Regions from separate parts of the Sus scrofa genome. Here region 2 is linked to region 1. Evidence: chromatin contacts called from public Hi-C data. All regions are on one chromosome and are shown on one strand. The core of a region is the stretch at or near the end of the contact, and the rest is flanking DNA. Distances in the headings are between cores, read along the strand shown. Region 1 overlaps LOC110259291 (a long non-coding RNA gene). Region 2 overlaps LOC110259291 (a long non-coding RNA gene).

The links. A called contact is a pair of places that touch in the nucleus more often than the background predicts.
Region 2: a contact with region 1 is called in a Hi-C map of fetal skeletal muscle, with 1.7 times the contacts expected there. The contact joins two enhancer-like sites. A contact is called at or near these places in 1 of 5 promoter capture datasets (liver), 14 of 47 Hi-C or Micro-C datasets (brain, embryonic fibroblasts, epiblast stem cells and 7 more) and 1 of 2 datasets of contacts at active chromatin or transcription factors (skeletal muscle).

Annotation. Positions count from the first base shown.
Region 1 is chr2:39,059,058-39,064,905 of Sscrofa11.1, reverse strand. All of the region lies in intron 3 of LOC110259291 (a long non-coding RNA gene), which reads left to right. Among named protein-coding and RNA genes, the nearest start is that of HTATIP2, 9.8 kb to the right of the region's middle. Within about 2 kb of position 2,980, at least 1 of the 83 cell types and tissues checked has an H3K27ac peak or open chromatin away from gene starts, as enhancers often do. A contact at or near this core is called in fetal skeletal muscle, where this site is marked.
Region 2 is chr2:39,154,431-39,160,278 of Sscrofa11.1, reverse strand. All of the region lies in intron 1 of LOC110259291 (a long non-coding RNA gene), which reads left to right. Among named protein-coding and RNA genes, the nearest start is that of DBX1, 72 kb to the left of the region's middle. Within about 2 kb of position 2,623, at least 1 of the 83 cell types and tissues checked has an H3K27ac peak or open chromatin away from gene starts, as enhancers often do. A contact at or near this core is called in fetal skeletal muscle, where this site is marked.

The DNA of each region.
Region 1 (5,848 bases), core at 1,731-4,230:
TGATACCAACTTAAAAAGCTGGAATCTCTGCTTAAATCAAACATTGCAAGAAATTTCTGCTGTTGTGCAAGCCACAGACAGCTGCAGCACAGGTTCTGTCCCTTGCCCAGGAATTTCTACATGCTATGGTCACAGCCAAAAAAAACCAAAAAACAACAAAAAAAAACCCAAACATTATATAGAGCCACATGCACGGAGAACATAGGTCTTATTGAGGCATAGTGACCCTCTGTTAAGGAAAATTAAAACTTGTACTATTTTTATGGATTCATGTTTCACTACCTTCTTGAGGTCTTCTCTGAAAACTGGGGCCACACTGATATTCATTGTGTGGCTACCAATTATAAACAGATTCACTGCTATACAAATATACAATGTGATGATTCTTTTTTTTTTTTTTTCTTTTAAGGGCACAGCCACAGCATATGGAAGTTCCCAGGCTAGGGGTCAAATCAGAGCTACAGCTGCCCGGCCTATGCCACAGCCATGGCAACGCCGGATCTTAGCCGCATCTGCCACCTACACCATAGTTCACAGCAACTTTGGATCCTTAACCCCTTGAACAAGGCCAGGGATGGAACCTGTATCCTCATGGATCCTGGTTGGGTTTGTAAACCGCTGACCCATGAAGGGAACTCCCTATAATGTGATGGTTCTTAAAAAGTTTAATGTTTCACTATTTCTCTTTTCTCCAACTCAACTCTGAGCTCCTCAAAACAAAGTTCACACTTGGAATCCCTCACATTCCCCTAAAGGATGCCCAAGCAGTAATTGCTAATTACTGTCTGACTGAATTAAAACGAAAGGACAGGTAACATAAGGCAGCATTAACTGTGATGTATTCATATATGTGACTGAATTCTAGTTGTTTCTGACACAGTTTGTCCTCAGTAAATTCCTGATGAGTAAATGAATGAATATCGGTTGTACCTTTCTGTTACAACACAACTCCACATCCATGGCATTGGAGGATGGGCTTTTTAGTAAAACACTGAAAAATAAACACAGGTTAATATAGGGTCTGTCTTGCCTTCAAAGAATAATGCTTTGAAATGGATAGCAACTTGTAGAGTTTTACTGCTCTTAACATCAGTGCTAGTAGTCATGATTATAACCATCAGATGTTTATCACCCAACTTTCACGTAATTTAACATCAGTATTTCTGCCGAGTTGTACAGTACAGAGTAAGAGCTACAATACAGTCATTGAAAGTTCCAGCATACTCAGACCACAGACTGGGGCTTATATAGCAAAAAGATTTGCTTTGTGAATGTCCAAGTATGCAATATGTGATGCAAAAGTACTTTATGTATTAAATATACCATGTTGAAGATTTGTGTGGCCAGAACAGAAAATCAATTTCAAAGCTTAAATTTAGAGAAAAAGTATTGCTTTTCATAACCCCAAAGTCCTGAGATGGTTAAGGTGCCATTCTTTACAGCCCCAAGAGAGCTGCCAGCAGTTCCCTGTGCTACAGACTTTCTCTTTCGCATCCTGGGGGGAAAAAGATGCTTACCCTAGCCTTCAAATAAGAGTTCTAAGTTTTCCTATGACTAGACAGCTCCTGAGTAATGACAGAGATCAAGATTATCCAAACTGGCCTAGAGTGATCTGAGCCAATCCTAGGACCAAAGAATGAAGTCAGTACCACACAAAGAACATAGATGCTGGACAGAGAGTGAAATTTTCCCAAAGAAAAGTTAAGAGTGAAAAAAAAGGAGTTCCCTCTTTGGTGCAACAGGATCAGCAGTATTTTTACAGCACCAGTTCGCAGGTTCGATCCCTGGCTTGGCACCATAGGTTAAAGGATCTGGCATTGCCACAACTGTGGTGTAGGTTGTAATTGTGGCTCAGATCTGAATCCTGGCTGGGGAACTCTGTATGCTGTGGGGTGGCAAAAAAAAAAAAAAAAAAAAGAAAAGAAAAGAAAAAGAAAAAAAAAAGAATGGGGGAAAAAATGAAATAAATGCTAAATGAACAAAAATCTCTACTCCTTTGTATAATGGCACAGCTCTATATTCTGATGGATATTAGTGTATCATAGATCAGGTAGGCATCTGTGTATTTTATCTATTTCACAGTTTTAAGATATTTAAGTGGTGGTACTTACTCATGATATTTCCTTCCTTTTTGTTGCCACCTCTCAAATTTCTGAGATTACTCCCATGATGAGAGTCTTAGTTTGTATATAGAGAAGACCTTAGAAAACTGCAAAGCCCTATGCAAATAGCAGATACTGTCCTTGCTACTTCCCTCGTCGGAATGGTCCTTTGACTTTGGGGTTGCTGGCCAGCCTGTTAGGATCGTGTGATGCTCTGGGTGGTTAAGTTCCTTGGTAACTAGATTTATTCATAAAGGATAAGCCTTATAAGTCCCAAGGAAAAACTCCTCAGCCCAGCTCTTATTAGACAATCTAGCCTCAGGCTTTTCTGAAACAGGTGGCTGGCTTGCTGGCTTTTGGTATAATAGTACCAGTCATTTTTGTAACAGCTTAATTTGTATGGTGATCTACAGTTCACAAACTGCTTGAAAAGAGTCTAAGAGCCATGGATGGATGTTGGAATTTTGTAGATTTTGGATATAGGGGTCAGATCCCTAAGGGAGTAGTATGTTTAGTGTAGACTGAAAACAATCATAACCAAAATTCCTAAATCCTAAGACTTGACCCCAAATCCTTCTTTCTTTCTAAACTTAAATATCATAAGGGTTAAGGTAAACATCTGCAGCTTTATAATTATGGCATGTTTTTACATACCTTAGCCCATTTGATTCTCACAATCTCCTTTGATATAGGTAAGGATTAGTAGCTTTAATTTCCAGGTGAGGAAACTGAATCCCAGCAAGGCAAAAGGACTTGCTAGAAGGTCAAATAGGAAGTGTCAAGTCCTGGTCTTTTGATTTCAAGTTCAATGCTCTTTCTACAACAGCATGACAAATACATTTGGAAATTTATGGGGACCACAACAAAAATATCAGGTTCACTGTGGACTCTAGGAAGGGACTTAGATGTCTGTGTTCCTAAGCGCTTAGAATCAATTAGTAAGATAGGGATAGGATCTTCACCCTTGGGCAGTTTTACAAGTCAGGAATCTCCAGCTTAATCCCAACAGAGCCTACAAGAAAAGCTAAATGACTTAAAGGCTGCTCCAACTCTTAAATTCTGGAATTCTGGAATCCACACAGGGCATATCATCATTCCAAGAGCTTTGTTTACATTGTCAAGAATAACTTACCCATTTTAAAGCATCTGTTTCTGACAATTACCATGTTTCACTCACAATTAGGTACACTTTTGAACCATGACCACAGAAGGAACTAATGTTCTTAAGCAGTCCATCTTATCCTGGAAAAAGAGAGTAATACCAACCCAGTGAATTCATGTTGGCTCTGTAGAAAGTGTGAGATCCCCTCCAAGCAATTTCAGGGGAAAAGGCCATCCAGTTTTAAATTGAGGAATCTGGTTTGTAGATGAAGTCATTTATCTTGTGACCACTAACCATGCCTCTCTTTCAATTAGAGTAGGTTTGATGTAAACCACTGGTTTTCTTACACAGAACACATTTTTTGTTTTTTTTGTTTTATAAACCCGTATACATATATAGTCTTTCCAACTCAGATAGTTAGAGCATGCATTCATTACAAAAGCACAGCACATTTAAGATAATAATTTTGATGTTCATTTTTTTGTAGCGTATTAGAAAATGGAATGATAATTTTGTAATAAGCAGAGCTAATTAAAGCACATGGTTTTGAAGTTACTGGAAAGATGGTAAATTATCTCCCATGTAATATGGATACAGCGGAGTTATTTTTTGTTGTGTTGGTGTAACAAAACTATTGCCAAAATTACATCATCTTTGAATAAATACTTTCATTTTGGATGTTTTTTCTTAATAGGCATATGTAATTATTTTAACACAAGCCCATGTATTTTAAAATGTAATTACTGTGTTTTTCATTTAATTTTATTCATTTACACATAGCTAGATTTGTACCAAAAAGAATATGAAGCAGAATGCTTTTAATTAAATAGGTTTTTCAAATGCAGGTACATAGAGTATTTCAAATCAACAAAAGAAACTGGAGTTCCTGTTGTGGCTCAGTGGTTAGCGAATCTGACTAGGAACCATGAGGTTGCAGGTTAGATCCCTGGCTTTGCTCAGTGGGTTAAGGATCTGGTGTTGCCGTGAGCTGTGGTGTAGGTTGCAGATGGGGCTTGGATCTGGCATTGCTGTGGCTCTGGCATAGGCTGGCAGCCATAACTCTGATTGGACCCCTAGCCTGGGAACCTCCATATGCCACAGATGCGGCCCTAAAAAAGACAAAAAGACAAAAGAAAGAAAGAAAGAAACTTAAATATTATCATCTAAACTTCATTCTCTTTGTTTATATACAATTTAGGAGTATCCTTAAGTCTTTCAACTTTTCAGTTCCCAAATGAGTTCTTGATTCAGAATGAATTTGTCCAACCAGCAGTGATGGCAAAAATCTTTCTGAACTGCTATTAAAATGTAGATTCAGGAGTTCCCGTCATGGCTCCGTGGTTAACAAACCTGACTAGTATCCATGAGGATGCACATTCGAGCCCTGGCCTTGCTCAGTGGGTTAAGGATCCAGCATTGCCATGAGCTATGATGCAGGTCACAGACATGGCTCAGATCCCATTTGCTGTGGCTGTAGTGTAGGCTGGAAGCTACAGTTCCTATTTGACCCCTATCCTGGGAATTTCCATAAGCTGCAGATGCAGCCCTAAAAAGACAAAAAAAAAAAAAAAAAGGTAGATTGACATGCAGTAATCTCTAGTAGACCAGGGAGCTTCCATGACTCTATGACTTGGTGCTTTTTTCTTTAAACTCTTTCCAGCCAAAGTTTATTTGTTGAGTAATTTATTCATAGCATAGGGATTTATCATAATTGACATTACGGCAGAATGACTGTTGGATGCTCAGGTGAATTCTTCTTATCAATTTCGTCTTATTGACTGGAAAAATAAAGACTACCATCATTATCATGATGGTAATTATTGAATCAGGTATCGGAATATTTTCCTTTTTTCTATATTCTATTGATTTATTTAAAATAAATAGATTTTTTTTCTAATAAACAGGGTCTTATTAATGCAAAAATAGAATAATACTCAGTGGATAAAAATTTTTTAAACACACAAAGTATTAGATTTCTTCATAGGAATCATTACTCTGTCCTATCTCTGGCTATGTTTTGCTCAAATTGCTCTTCTTGCTAATTGCATACATTTATTGCCATATTCTTAGGTATTGGGATGTGATAAGAAAACTGGACTATAAATTCTTGGCTTGCTGGGAACTACTCAAATTTTTTTTTTTTTTTTTGTCTTTTTTCTAGGGCCGCACCCGCAGCACATGGTGGTTCCTGGGCTAGGGGTCCAATCAGAGCTATGGCTGCCAGCCTACGCCAGAGCCACAGCAACGCCAGATCCAAGCCCCATCTGCAACCTACACCACAGCTCACGGCAACACCAGATCCTTAACCCACTGAGCAAGGCCAGGGATCTATCCTGCAACCTCATGTTTCCTAGTTGGATTCGCTAACCACTGGGCCATAACGGGAACTCCTCAAACTTTTCTTTAATATCATCTTAACACATAATAGGACTTTTCATCTACTGTACCTCTGTAGGAACTCTGGTTTTTATATTGAATGAGTTACACTGATCTCCATAGTCATTAGAGATGGTTTTTCAGCATGAGAATGAATGCGGCAGGGCTAAAGTAATTACACTTGTCACCCATGATGAGGATGAACGTGAACAGTCTGCTGTTGTAATTAGATTGTGTATTACTGGTCTTGTTCAGAAACGATAAATAC
Region 2 (5,848 bases), core at 1,374-3,873, 96 kb before region 1:
TTTCTGGTTAGCCCACTTCTGGACCCGGGCTGCTCATAAAGTGGCTGGTAGTTGTATGTCATGGTTGGGCCTGTGGGAAGTTCCTGGGCTAGGGGTTGAACCTGAGCCACAGCAGTGACAATGCCAAATCCTTAACCACTAGGCCACTAGGGAACTCCTTCAATGGCACCTCTTGTTGCTATTCCAATTTAGCAAGAAGTGACGGTCTTAAAATTTAGAAACATGTCACTCATAAATATACTTTCAGTATTTGCTAGCCCAAGAACACAAATCTCTACATTTTATGCTTCCCTGAAATATAGTCTGCTGAGCTTATATGTTCTTCCTTTTCTAGGCGGCCCCTCACAGATGAACCTTTTACAACACCTTTATCATCAGATGGTTCCTGGAATCCACAACTCCAGTGGTTTCCCACTTGGCATAGAAATCAGCCAAATTCCTCCAGGTCCCACAGTGTCAGCCCCATCTCTCTTTCCAGCCCACCCTGCTTCTGTGTCTGTAGACTGCGCTGCTGGTCAACCCGAAGTCATCTCTGATTTGAACACACACTCCATGCGTTCCCATCTCTGTTCCTGCCTTCCCATCTGCAGATGGCCAAGTCCTCCCCTTCTTCCTGGCAGTTTAAATAGCAGCCCTTTTTTATGGAGGGGTTTCTTCCACCTCTCCACTCTCAGTACTTTCTGCTTTGTGCTCGAGGGAGCTATGACTCTTTCTCTGGTGTCCCATTTATCTTTGTATTCCCACAATATCTGCACATGATAGGCCCCTTTAAACATTTGCTAGGCAACATAAGTGAATGGAATTTAATCTCAAAGATCTTGAGGGAGTACCTCATGGGAAGACATATTTTTCCCAAATTAAAAGTTGTCTTTTCTTTAGAAGTGGTTATTTGCAGCCATTCTATTGTCTTAGTTCCCCAGCTAACCCCTTCCTGAAGTCTGTGCCGTTCTTGCTAAGTTCTTGCTTTTCTCTATATTAAATTTACAGTTTATATTAAGCTGGCTTGTTACATTTTTTTTTCTGTTCCCACTGTTCTCATTCCCTTTACAATGTATGCAATTACATGAGCTGCCTTTGAAAGCAAGATTAGATTTTAAATCTTGTGATTAACCTTTCACATTAGGAGATTGCCGGCTCCAAGTTTCTTGGGCAGTTCCCTTGTTTTGCTTTGGACTAATTTCTCTATTTCATCTCTTTTGTTTTGTGTTACTTTGTAACTCGATTCTTGGCTATGTAGGCCCAGCTTGGGAGAATTTCTTGCCTTGCTACATTTTATAAAATGACTTTTCTGCAAAAAAAAAAATCAAACAAATCTATAAATGTTGGAAAACACCCTACATAAATCTGTCTGGTAAGAATATCCAGGTGGCTGCCAGATTTGCAAAGTTCTTGTTATTTGGATATTTTGAACACAAAATCTTAGAAGGTGACGTTTTGAAAATTTACTGAAAACACAAATTATGTGTATTTACACAAGGAAAATTGTCCTAAATAAAAGATCAAATTGGAAATCTTTTCAAACTCATAAAATGCTGAGTTTTTGGTCTACATTGGTTGAATTCTTATTTTTATCATTTTTTTTAAATTAAGAAAAGAGAAACCCTGTTTGAGCCTAGAAGAACACTTTAACTTTTATAGTGCAGGAGAAATGCATTTTGCCAATGACCCAACAAAAATGGTAAAGATGTATATTTAAAAAAAATACACACAATACATTCCTTCAGGAATTAACTAATGCCTGGCCTTACAAGTAAACAAGATAGTTGCTATTTTAAAATCTTTTTCTTATGATCATTGCAGTAACTTCCAAGAATCCTTGAGTTCCTGGCAGTTTGAATCAAATGAACATGAATAAACAAGGAGTATTTTGACTCAGGAATGAGATTCATTTATAGCAATTGGTTATAGGAACATCGTAGGCATGAAATTCATTCCAGCCCGATCTGAAAACCCTGATAAGGTTCAAATGGATGTTTAATGTGTTATTAGTTAATGATATTTCATCTGAGGACCTTATCAAGTTGCACACAGCAAAGCTCTTGTCATTATTTTTTCACTCTCCCAAAGTGACGCTTTAATGAAATGTGTCAGCACACCAGTGTTAGGATACGTTTCATTAATGCCCAGCACTTTTGTTCTATGCTTTACATTTGGAAACAGATTTAAGTATTAAGTGCCTCTAATGTCGGCAGCCAGGGAATCCTTTCCGAATTTGTAACAGTGACCAGAACAGACCGCATTACACTCTCCAAATGGTGCGGTTTTGCATTTGAATGTCTGAATTATCCCGGTTTCTTAGAGACGACCACAACGCCAACATCTTAAATCCTCAAAATACTGTCCGCTTCATTGAATGCTCGTGATCTAAGCATATGTGTAATTATTCTGTAATTCTCCCCAAAATGTGATTCCTTGGAAATGCATACTGGGTTTCTCCTATGGTAAAGCCAATGACTATTTCTTTGTAGCCCCTTCTTTAAATACGGTAACAAGCAAGTCTGTGTGTCTGGGTGAACCGCCTGGATAATGATGATTTCTTCCCAAGCTCTCCTTGGGACACACATCAGGGCAAATACTGCCCTGCATTTGTGTAAGCGGAGAGCCCCTGATCACAGAAAGACCATTTAGGATGGTCTACAAATTACAACGAGAGAAGCGGGCCCAGCGTCACTCAGAACAGTCTTAGAAATAGTCTCAGATAGTAAGTTAGATTTTGCAAACGTTCCTGGAGCCAGCTGTGGTAATCCATGGCTGCATATAGATTTTAGAGAAGAAAAGAATCCCATGCTCCTTAAAACAGCTTTGGATGTGGTCAACCGTGGAAAATTAAAACATACACTTTAAAAACTGACAGCTGGAAAGAAGGGGGGTGGGATGAAATAGAGGGGACGTTTAGGGTATATTTTAACTACAGTTCTTGTTTTAAAGTTTTGTCCTTTCTTTGGGAAAACCCATCAGTGGCACCTTTCCCTGGGAACTACCTTAATGAACAGTTATTTCCAACTGTAAGTGAGATCCCGAGAGTGGAAGTTCTTTGCACATTGTTAATGCCCCTCGTTCATTTGTGGCTGGGCTTTTGTTATTACAACCCCTCATTAACTCTGGTGTGAGTCATTTAATTTGGCCTTTTGGTTTAGCAGAGTGCAGTGGGTTTCTGGGTGTTTACTGGTAAATACAAACCACTGTGGAGTGGTAGGGTGGTAGGGTGGAAAGTCAACTCACAGGGTCCTAGTTGCCCTGTGGATAATTTGATAATCACTCTGCAGCAGGTGTTTGCATTGAGTAATTCCTCCTCTTGGCATAATTTTGCAAACTGCTCGGCTTTTACAGCCCCTGTGGCTCCCACAGCACCATTTCTAATGGTAGCTTTCAAAATGATTTCAGCAGCACGTGGGCTGGGACGTTAGCTTCCTACTGGCCCATCTCATTTACTTGTTCATTATAAAGTCTAGAAATTTAGAATCTGGGAGTTCTCGTCGTGGCGCAGTGGAAATGAATCCAACTAGGAACCATGAGGTTGCGGGTCCGATCCCTGGCCTTGCTCAGTGGGTTAAGGATCCGGCATTACCGTGAGCTGTGGTGTAGGTCGCAGATGCGGCTCGGATCTGGCATTGCTGTGGTGCTGGCATAGACTGCTACAGCTACAGCTCAGATTCAGCCCCTAGCCTGGGAACCTCCATATGCCGTGGATGTGGTCCTAAAAAGACAAAAAAAAAAAAAAAAGGAAATTTAGAATCTAGGAGAAAGTATCAGGACAGAGTAGGAAAGTTTGTCTTGTTGACCATTTAAAAAAATTTTTAAATTTGAATTAAGGGAAAGTGGTTTTAATCTTTTCAAAAAAACGCAAGCAACAATGAGGAAGTAAGAATGTTGACCACTTTTGTATTTTAGAGGTGAGGACAGTAGCTGGGTGGGGAGTGGGAGTGAGGACATAGAGAACAGCCCTCCTAGCAGAAGACTGTCCTCTTATCACTTGCCAGGTGCTCATCAGTGATGCCACAGCTGTATTTCTATTAGCTTTATTTATTTGTTTATTTATTTAATATAACGGCTGCACCTGTGGCATTTGGAGGTTCCCAGGCTAGGGATTGAATTGGAGTCTCAGCTGCTGGCCTACACCACAGTCACAGCTATAGTCACACGAGATCCAAGCCATATCTGTGACCTACAATGCCGGATCCTTAACCCACAGAGCGAGGCCAGGGATCATGGATACTAGCTGTGTTTGTTTCCATGGAGCCGCAAAGGGAACTCCTCCATTAGCTTTTTAAAAAGACCAATTTTATGTTGCAAAAAGTAAGTTTTAGAAATTTAAGAGACATAATTTTAGAACTCAGAGCCTACTGTGTGGCTTAGAGATTTGGATATCTTCACAAGGAAAGAAAGATGTGTATAAAATCAGCAAAAGGTATCTGAAGTCTTTGTGTCTGTTTGTTTTTTAAAGCACTGTACTGTTATTTATTTGGACATGATTTATTTGCCAATCTTAAGAGAAAACAAACTTAAATCTTCTGAGCAATCAAAATGTATGTCCCTAAGTCTGCTCACTAATTTAATGATCAAGAGAGCCCCTCAGTACTCACTCAGAGCCTATTTACTCTTATGTTACAAATACTTACAACACACATGGCTATCCACTTCCCAGCTCATAACTGATTAGAAGCTGCAAAGCAGACGGGGAACAAATAAGGAGAGGATCTCAGACATACTGAGAACAGCAAGAAATAATAGCTGACAGCTTGATTGTGAAGGAGGAGACAGAAAATCCATATAGAGCAAACAGAACACTATGAAAGCTTAGCAGTCTGGAGCCAGCCAGGGTTTTCCAATTTACCAATCCCAGAAGGTCTCACTGGATCACAGCATAGAATAAAAACTGCTGCTCATGATTATGACTTAGAGTCATCAAGAGAAGATTGTGTTATTAAATTGTTTTTAAAAAGGTATGTTTAGGAGTTCCCATTGTACCTCAGTGGAAACGAACCTCACTAGTATCCATGAGGATGCACATTCAAACCCTGGCCCCGCTCAGTGGCTTAAGGATCCACTGTTGCTGCAAGCTGTGGTGCGGGTTACAGAGGTGGCTTAGGTCTTCGTTGCTGGGGCTGTGGTGTAGACCAACAGCTGTGGCTCCAACTTTACCCCTGGCCTGGGAATTTCCATGTGCCACGGGTGTGGCTCAAAAAGAAAAGAAAAGAAAAGCATATTTGGAATAATTTCCTTTGAAGTTGGCTAACATTAAGATGCAAGTCTTGGAGTTCCTGTCTTGGCACAGCAGAAATGAATCCGACTAGGAACCACAAAGTTGCGGGTTCAGTCCCTGGCCTTGCTCAGTGCGTTAAGGATCCAGTGTTGCCATGAGCTGTGATATAGGTCGCAGACATAGCTTGGATCCTGCATTGCACTGGCTGTGGTGTAGGCTGGCAGCTGTAGCTCCAATTTGACTCCTGGCCCGGGAACCTCCATATGCCATGGGTGTGGCCTTAAAAAGCTGACCTTTAATACTTTGGAAAAATATTTATGTGGAGATTAATTTCTCCATAATGCCAAGTAATTAGCACATAAAATTTCCTCATGCCTTGAGTTTTGTCTTAGACAAATGTTCTGACTCAAATTGAATTTTGTAATTCTTTCTCTAGTGACACAGCTGGTCTAGCGAGGGAATAAAACAACTAAAATGACAACTAAAGATTTCTTGGTCCCTCGGCTACCTCTGAGATGCCAGGTGTTATGGGGAGGTCGGTTACTCTCTGGTGCTTTGTCTTTTCATTTCTTCAGTGGGGTTCTCAGACCCAATCCAGCTTGACAAACTGTGATTTTTTTTGGAAATAGTAGCTCAATAAATGAT